Linked DNA regions of Cricetulus griseus: region 1 is linked to region 2. A link is a contact called in public Hi-C data. All regions are on one chromosome and are shown on one strand. Each heading gives the region's core, a stretch centred on a gene start, on an enhancer-like site or on the middle of the called end of the contact. The rest is flanking DNA. Distances are from core to core; before and after follow the strand shown. Region 1 has its middle 23 kb from the start of Thoc3. Region 2 has its middle 44 kb from the start of Sfxn1.

Region 1 (4,629 bases), core at 1,295-3,794, 360 kb after region 2:
GCAAAAGTCTACCTGCCCTCGTGGAGACAGCCACACAGCCACAGTGGCTAGAGTATGAGGCAACAGGTCACAGTTTACCCACAGACAAGAAGCAGAGTGCTGGCACTTATGGGGCTTTCTCTCTTTCCCCTTTTTAGTATATGACCCCAGCCCACAGGATGGTCCTGTGTACATTCAAAGTGGGTCTTCTCTTTCTGTTAAACCTCTTTAAAACATGGGTGGGTGGAATCTCTGGTGGGTGAAGGAAGATTCAAACCCAGGCAGTCCAATGCTGACTCCATTCTTTTGACAGACACCCACACTGTGGGAGGTGAGTGTGGTCATAGCCCTGGCTTTCTCCTTCCTAGTGGTTAGTGTCTATATACTCACTCTGGATAAAAGTGAAATGGGCTAGTCCCAGTACTAGGACTGAGCTTGGACTTTGGAATCAGGCACACTGGTTGGAAATACCTGATAGGAACATCTTGCAGCCCTGTGTATAGCGTTCTGTCAGTCTTGGCTGTCAACTTGACTTCATTTAGAATCACCAAGGAGACACTCTCTGGGTGTGTGGGGGGGGGGGGGATCCAGACAAGTTTAACTGAGAAGGTAAGAGGTAACTTTAAGGGACTGGAGAGATGACTCAGTAGTCAAAAGCACTGACTGCTCTTTCAGAGGTCCTGAGTTCAATTCCCAGCACTCATAGTGTGGTTCACAACTGTCTGTAACTCCAGTTCCAGGGAACCTGACACCTTCACGCAGGCAAAACACCAATGCACATCAAATAAAAACAAATTATATATAAAAAAGAAATTCATGGAAAAAAATTTAAAACATGTACCTTTAATGTGGGTGGCACCATCTTGTGTGCTGGGGTCACAGACTGACTAAAGAGGGGAAAGGAAGAAAAGCCCCGCGAGAGCCAGCACTCATCCCCCCTTCTTCGTGTCTGTGGATAAACTGTGACCTGTTGCCTCATACTCCAGCCACCATGCCCAAGCAGCCATGGACTGCACCCTCAAAGCACGAGCTAAAAAGAAATCCATAAAACCTCTAAATTGTGATTTTTCTTTCTTTTTTTTTTTTTCTGGGCATTTGGTTTCAACAATGAGAAAATTAACTAATACAACCTCCCTTGAGTCCCACTTTCTTTGGGATTAAAACACCTCGTGGGCAGCTGGAAGGGGTAATATGTAAAACTCACAGGAGGGTGTGCTCAGGGAGCCGTGTGGAGGGAGGGGTGCGCATCTCTCATCTCTGTGTGAGGCTTGTATATATACTCTGTGTGCCCGAGAGATGGCGCCTGGAGGTCGACCCCCTGCGTGGTTCCTTCGTTTTTTTTCCCAGACAAGGTTTCTCTCAATGGCCTCAAGTTGGCAAATTTGGCTGGGGGAATCTGTGAACCCAGGGATCGACCTGTCTCTGCCTCCAGGGCACTGGGTACAATCACACTGGGCTTTTTTACATGTATTCAGGGGGACAAACTGGAGTCTTCGCTCTTGCATGGCAAGCACTTTTCCCGCGGAGCTACCCGCGGCACTTCTTACGGATGTTACGGGATAAATCAATATACCAGGCTTGGCCTGAGCTATAACTCCAAAACCTATGACTGTGCTTCTGTTGTCTTCCTTCCCCTCCTCATACTCCATGACCTTGGAAGGAAAACCAGCTCTGAAATGTTCCAGCCAGCCAGTGCGTTTAGTGGGTCCCTAGAAACGCTGCTACCGGACAGCCTTCGAAATGGATTAAGGATCTGAGGCTCACTTTAATACTCTGCACACAAGATCAAAGAGTGCCGGAAAGAGCTGGGAAGCAGGGAGGGTGCAGGGTGGAGCAGACCCCAAGTAGCTGGCACAGCTGCAGGGAGCGGCAGGCCCACTTTCCGTCCAGGCTGTGCCTCCAGGAATCAAAACGCACACTTCACCTGCTAATGGCGCCGGCGTAAGGCTGGGGCACACTGAGTGTTTCCCAAAACAGCAGCTCGTGTACAGGGGAAAAAGGACGGACGGCCCGAGGCAGGCACACAGCCCACACAAAGGCTCCACAAAGGGGAATGCGGGCGGAAAGCACAGGCCCCCTCTGCACCCTGGAGCAGGTTTCCGCCCTCAGCCTTGCCTCGTCTGCCCTCTAGCGGCCACACAGGGACCCAACCGACTGGTCTTAGCCGCTTTGAACCTGAAAACCACATCCCCTGCTCTCTCTCCCTCCTTGGCCGCTAGCCTGGATCCCTTTCTCCTTGGACTCTGCTACAGCCTCCCCAGGGGTACCTCCTACTGCTGGATGGTGTCAGCGGGAACCGTGCTGGGCAGTCACGAGTCACCCGGAATTCTTACAACTTTCTTAGGAATCGGGTTTACAGAGAAGGAAACTGAGGCTCACAAAGGTTAAGGAGACCAAGGCCGTGTGTGTGGACGATCTGCAGTGTGATCCGTCTACATGCTGGATCTGTGTCCTTGTACGGAAAGAATTCACCAGCAGCAGCCATGTCTCCTGGACAGTTTGGGGGATTTAAACTTGGAGGCTTGATGACTAGTTAGCTGATGGTGAGATTACACAGTGGTGACAAGTGGGAGGTGGAGCCTAATTGGAGGAAGCTGTTCATTGGGGCATACCCTCAAAGAGGATATTTCATTCTCTGTCCTCTGTTTTCCTCCTTCCTCTCCCTCCCTCCCTCAGCAGAAGTAAACATTTCCTTTTAAGCTCCACTATTATGTTACAACAACGAGCGGCCAACAAGAGCTAAAACTCCGGGCCAGACCTAACAGCGGGGTTTAAGCCTCTAGCACAGCGTTTCTGAACTGCTCTGCCTTGCAGCAGCCTCCAGCATTTCTTCCTTCTGATCTGTAAGTCTCCACGCTGCCCCAGGCGGCGTTTCTAAAACAGAACTTCCAGCTGCTTAAAGACAGGCAAGGCACTCAAGCTGACCCCCTCAGCCCCCTCACAGCCAGCCAAAAGTGCCTCTCCGCCACCCCTCCTCCCTTTTTGCCGGAGAGAAGCTGGGCTGGAGCGGAGAGTCTAACGGAATGCCTTCAGTGCTCTGTGCCAGCCCCTCCGTGTGAGCGCACTGGAGGACATTCACTCCTCAGCTGCGGAAAAGGCACTACTTAGGGATGTTGGAGTTTGCCAAACAAAAGCCTGAGGCCAGGTGATGTTGCAGCCCAGGTGCTTCCAAGCCAAATTGATAGGAGCCGAGTCAGGGGTGCAGCGCTGTGGATGCTGAGATGACCCCAGGCATAGGCTCGACAGTAAAGGCTCTGGCGTCCGGCTGGTTTCATCAGAGAACCCCAGTGCACAAATTCCACTCTGGGTCTCCTTCCCTGTGACCCACAGAGGGAGACAGGGGCCTGGAGGAGCCCAGAGTCTGAAGATGAATAGGGCTTCTTACTGTTTGAGCCAGAAAATTTTTCTATGAACATGGGTGTCTTAGTTAGGGTTTCTGTCCCTGTGAAGAGACACCATGACCACGGCAACTCTTATAAAGGAGACATTGAATTGGGATGGCTCGCTTACAGTTCCAGAGGTCCAGTCCATGGTCACCATGGCAGGGAGCATGGCAGTGTGGTCCAGGAAGATGTGGTGCTGCTGAGGGCCCTGCATCCTACAGGCAACAGGGAGTCAGCGGACACAATGTGCAAGATCCTGAGCGCAGGAAGCCTCAAACCCACCCTTACAGTGACACTTCCTCCAACAAAGCCACACCTCCTAATAGTACCACTCCCTATGAGATTATTGGGGCCAATTACATTCAAGCTACCACAACCGGCATATAAGTATATAAAATAGGAACACAAATAAAACACTAAAAATACTACAAAAATTTATTTATTAGGAGATACGCTTTTATTATGTAATCCTGACTGGCCTTGAACTCACAGAGATCCGCCTGCCTCTGACTCCCAAACACTGGGACTAAAGGTGTGAGTCACAACATCCAGCTAAGAAGTGTGTGTGTGTGTGTGTGTGTGTGTGTGTGTGTGTGTGTGTGTAGGGAGAGAAGAGGGTTCCCTGATGTCTGTCTATGTCTGGTGCCTGAGGCCAGAAGATGGCATTGGATCCCCTGGAACTGCAGTAATAGGTAATTATTAGCCATCGTGTAGGTGCTGAGAATTGAACCTGGATACTCTAGAAGCACAGCCAGGTGCTCTTATCCACTAAGCCATCTCTCCAGCTCCAAGAAATTTATTTTTAAATTTTTTGGTATACATGTTATCATTTATTAAAAGCTAAAGCAAAGCCAGGTGGTGCTGGTGCACACCTTTGATCCTAACACTTGGAGGCAGAGGCAGGTGGATCTCTGTGAGTTTGAGGCCAGCCTGGTCTACAGAGAGAGTTCCAGGACAGCCAAGGCTACACAGAAACCTGTCTCAGAAAAAGGAGGAGGAGGAGGAGGAGGAGTGGAGGGAGGGAGGGAGGGAGGGGAGGGAGGGAGGAGGGAGGGAGGGAGGGAGGGAGGGAGGAAAACAAAAAACTAAAGCAAATTTTGTACCATTGCACTGTTTATTTTTGTGTAAATAAAATATTAGCACTATGGCTACACTTCCCCTGGAGTTACCCCCATTCAGTCTTACCTGTTTAAGTCCTGGTTACTACCATGATGAGAATCAGAAACTCTGGAAGGTTACAAGCCTGTGTGACTGTCAAGTTGTGGCA
Region 2 (4,507 bases), core at 116-2,615:
GGGGGTACATTGTAAAGGGGGTCTCAGAAGAGGTAGGAGAAAGGCATTGTCACACCTAGGACTAGCATGGTCTAGGCCCTGTCCTTGCCCTGTGTGTTATCTGTGATGACAGAAAATGAGGGGTAACCTTGCTTCGGAAGGACACAGGGAGTGGGTGTGCCCGTGTACCCGAGCTGTCACTAATGAGTCATCCTCAATGGAAGAAGAAATCAGCAGGGAGAGAACTCTGCTTGCAGGAGAGCACAGCATCATTTGCCATTTCAGGAGGAGTCCCTGGATCCTGGTCCTGTCTCTGAGCCCCATGAGACACTGCGACTTCATCCCCAGCTCTGGGCTGCCTTCATAGTCTGGCACTGTCCCTGCCTTTGTGATATGAGACATCACAATTTGGATCTCCAAGTTGTCCCCTCATCTGGGCCAATCAGCTCCACCAAATTAAGAGTTCACGGGGAACTATGGCCAGTGTCCTGTCCATGTCCCTCTGCCCCTTGTCTTTTTTTTTTTTTTTTTTTTTTTTTGGGAACAGCATCCAAATGGAAAAGCATCCACACTGCTCTTGGAGCTTTGTGCCCTGGAGAGTCATCCAGCTGCTTGCAGGGCCAGGAGCCCAGATCCCACAGGGCTGACAGCAGACATGAGCCAAGCCCTGCTGCCTTCCATTTTTATAGTAGATTGTGCTCGCCTCTGATAATGAAAATGCTGACTGCAGAAGCGCCGTCTCCGAGAAAGATGGTAACACGAGAGAACAGCTTTTTAAAACTAAAAATAGACAGGAAAGTACCAGTTCTATTGAAAGAAGAAGGGCCCAACCCTGTGGTACAAACTCTGAATAACAATTTCAGACTGGAAAGGAGAGACTGGGATCCACTTTCGGAGAGGAGGTCTTGTGGAGAGGAAGGAGGGGTGGGGTGGGAGGTTTTCAGGGCCGTGTATGGGTGAGGATGGAGCAGGCAACACAGGCCAGGAGACATCAAGGAAGGTGGAGGGGGGCAGGTGCGGGTGCTGGCGGTTCTGATGGAGGAGGAGGAAGGGGAGAAAGAGGAAACTGCTGTGTGAAGTAGGGCTGCCACAAAGAGAAGCGGTGCCTTGTGAACTTAGCTTGAGGAACAAAGGAATCCCCAGGTGCTTAAGCAGAGCTTCCCAGCAAAAACTGGAAGGAGGAAGCAGATCTGGAAAGAGAGCCAGAGAGGGAGGGACGGAGGGACAAGGACAGAGAGTGGCAGCAATGGGGATATCATCAAAAGTTGGCTGAGCTCTCACTTGGTCAGGTCAGCTGTTTCTGCGGGTTTCTCTGGCACAGTCTTGACCCCTTTGCTCATCGCTCCTCCCTCTCTACAACTGGATTCCCGGAGTATGGCTCACCCTCCTTAGGGATTGGATGGATGGGGGTGGTGTCGTGTTTATGGCTGACCGCTATGGCCGGTCGCCATAGAGAGGCAGAGAGAGCGCGTAGATGGGAGAAGAGAGAGCGAAGAAACAGCAGTAGAGAGAGAAGAGAGCGAGTAAAGAGAGTAAAAAAAAAGCATAATTGGGCAGGGATCCGTCCTTTAAAGGGTCCTTTGCACCTGCGTGCAGACTCAGTTCCCATGGAACCCTGGGCTGACCAGGGTTCCGCCAGGTAACAGGGGCGGCCAGCGTAATGCCTGAACCTTTCAGGTGGGATGGAGGGATTGGTGGGGGGGGGGGGAATGGGAGGATGGGAGGGAGAGGGAACTGGGATTGATATGTAAAATAAGATTATTTCTAAACTAAATAAATTTTTTAAAAAGTTGGCTGAGCTTTAGAGTGCTTGGTGTCCACTCCAGGTTCATCTGGGGGGGGGGGGATTAAAGGGGCCTAGTGCTCCGTCCTCGTTCCCGTCCTCATCCAAACCTTTGTCTGCCGAGGAAGGTCTGGGGCTGGGAATTTAAGCTCTGGGAACTGGTTTTAAGGTGCATCTCTGGCTGAGAATTTACAGTGGCAGGAACATACCAGAAGTCTTTTGGGGACTTTGGCGATACTCCAAAGTAGATTAAGGCCCTCACAGTGATACTTGGTCCAGCAATGAGCTGAGCTTATTGATGTGTATTCATCTAAATAATAAAAACCCAGAGTCAGATATGGAAGAAAATCCTGAGATCAGAGAGAAGACGGAGCAAGCCACAGTCACCTTTACCTCAATTAGCTTCCCAGCGGAAAAGGGAGCAAGTTCCTCTTTCTTCCTGCTTATATCCTCTCTCCACCCAGCCATTTCACTTCCTGTCCCTGCCCAGCCATCTCACTTCCTGTCTGTCTGTGCAGACCTCCTAACCTCTACGGTTAGCCAGTAACAAGCTCTATCCTCTGATCTTCAGACATGCTTTATTTGTACAAGCAAGCTATCACCACAGTTCTCCCATGTAAATTTCACCCACCAATGAGCCCCGTTTTGCAGACTGTAGGCTCATTTATTATGTTTCCATTTCCCTCTGGAGAGCCCTTCATTTCATCCCACACAAGCCTGTGAATGGCTGCAGTAGAAATCCCCACTTCACAGGTGGGGACCATGACAAGCCCAAGATTTACCAGCCACTATGAAACAGGGAGAGCACTGAGCAGGGCACCCTGGCCAATCACATTGGTTGCCTGCCACCTCCATCTCCTTCTGGGCCCAGCCCTTAGCCTACCTTCTACCAGTGTCTGGATGGATAGGGCCAGCCTCTGTCCCCACATTAACAACCAAGATGTCCTAGAGCCGTCCTCGAGGTCACAGCTCTTCTGCACAGACACAGTTTGGAGAGGATCGCAGGTGAACAGAGCCTTGAAAGCTCAGGTTTGGAGCCCTGTTTTGGGCTCGATCTGCTCTTTGGTCTTTTGGATGTCAGTGTGAGGTTTCGAGAAGTATCTTTTCTCCTTGTAAGGTGCTTATTCTAGTATATGGACAATCTGTCTTTTGCTGTACAACAAACCATTACAACCACTTTCTCCAAGAGGCGTCTGCTCTTCCTAATCCTGTAGCTGGCAAGGCTTCACCACTCCAGGTTTTACCTGTTCTCATGCCAGGAGCTGCACGTGGTTGCTGGGAAACCCAAGATGTCCTCAGTAACATTACAAGCCTACTAGTCAGGCTAGGCTTCTTGGCTGGGCACCCCAGTGCTCCTCCATGTAGCCTTTCACCACCTAAAAAGCTAGACCTCATTATTCCAAGTATTTATCACACTCCTAATTGTGCTATATTTGTAAATATCCACTGGCCAAAGGAAACCACTTTTGCAGCTAAACCCAGAACAATGGAGGGAGGAGCCTGGAGCTCACCTTTTTTGAGATAGGGCTGTTGTGGAATAATCTTTTTGCACACTGTTAAAATGTACCTCAGCTACACAACCCTCTGATTGGTTTAATAAAGAGCTGAATGGACAATAGACAAGCAGGAAAAGATAGGTGGGACTTCTGGGGAGAGATAAGAACTCTGGGAGCCATAGAGGTGGAATTCGCAGTGAGACACAGGGAAGACGGCTGTACAGTATGAGGAGAGGTGACACATGGCACATGACACGTGGCACATGAACCACATGGCAGAGCATGGATTTGTATAAATGGGTTAATTTAAATGTCCAAAGCTAGCTGGGAACAAGCCTAAGCTAAGGTCAAGCTTTCATAATTAATAAGTTTCCACATTATTATTTGGGAGCTGGCAGTCCAAAGAAAGACTCCTTACACAGGGTCTCAGTATGTGGCCCCGGAGCCTCTTCATGTTTAAAATGTCATTGGCATGTGATGATGGCCTGTCCCGGGAGCCTCCACTAGACGCTCCTATAAGCTCTTTTACGACTCAGAATCCCAGTTTCTCCAGCACCTCATGATCCTAGGCTCCTGACTTAAAGGTGACTATCATACAGACATTCTCTGGCTCATTGCCACCTCACCTCCAAGGTACATCACACCTGCTTATCAAAACAATATCTGCTTCTCTAATGGGGCCTTTTTAGTCACGAGTTGTTTTTCTTTTATCTTGTAGAACTAGCCATGCGTGTCTTCTTACAGAGTAGATCTTACCACACAACAGGAAAGCAGTTAGTTGCAACCATATCAGCTATGCTGCTGCTGCATCATCAGACATGTCTTGTTGCCTCGCATGTTGGTAATGTAGCACACAGAATCCATAATTGGAAAGGATTGTCAATGGCAATTCTTCAGAAACAGACTTCATCCTACTTTGTGGCGCTATACCAAAATGCAGTGCCTTCAGCAATAGGGACTTACCATGTAGTTCCGGGAGGCACCCAACACCAGTGGTGATATCTTGTATGAGCAAGGGCACCTCCCTAGCTAACACCTCATAAGGAGGGAGCTCACCTCTGGCGCTAAAACCTTTACCCAGGTATCTATGGCTCCTGAGCATGTCTTTTCACTCACTCATGCAATGCTTTTGTTCCGGCTCTTCAGCCACTATTTTTAACTAATTGTCTAGATGCTTTACTGAGTCTATAAAACATTCAAGGGGTAGCATTATGTAATGGATGTTTTGTTGAGAGGATGGACAAGAGCT

What was found. A called contact is a pair of places that touch in the nucleus more often than the background predicts.
Region 1: a Hi-C map of the CHO-K1 cell line shows a contact between it and region 2, with 6 times the contacts expected there. The contact joins two enhancer-like sites. A contact is called at or near these places in 2 of 8 Hi-C or Micro-C datasets (the CHK-Q cell line and the CHO-K1 cell line).

Annotation. Positions count from the first base shown.
Region 1 is chr3:273,489,362-273,493,990 of CriGri-PICRH-1.0, forward strand. No RefSeq gene overlaps it. Among named protein-coding and RNA genes, the nearest start is that of Thoc3, 23 kb to the right of the region's middle. Within about 2 kb of position 2,545, at least 4 of the 6 cell types and tissues checked have open chromatin away from gene starts, as enhancers often do. A contact at or near this core is called in the CHO-K1 cell line, where this site is marked.
Region 2 is chr3:273,130,771-273,135,277 of CriGri-PICRH-1.0, forward strand. No RefSeq gene overlaps it. Among named protein-coding and RNA genes, the nearest start is that of Sfxn1, 44 kb to the left of the region's middle. Within about 2 kb of position 1,366, at least 1 of the 6 cell types and tissues checked has open chromatin away from gene starts, as enhancers often do. A contact at or near this core is called in the CHO-K1 cell line, where this site is marked.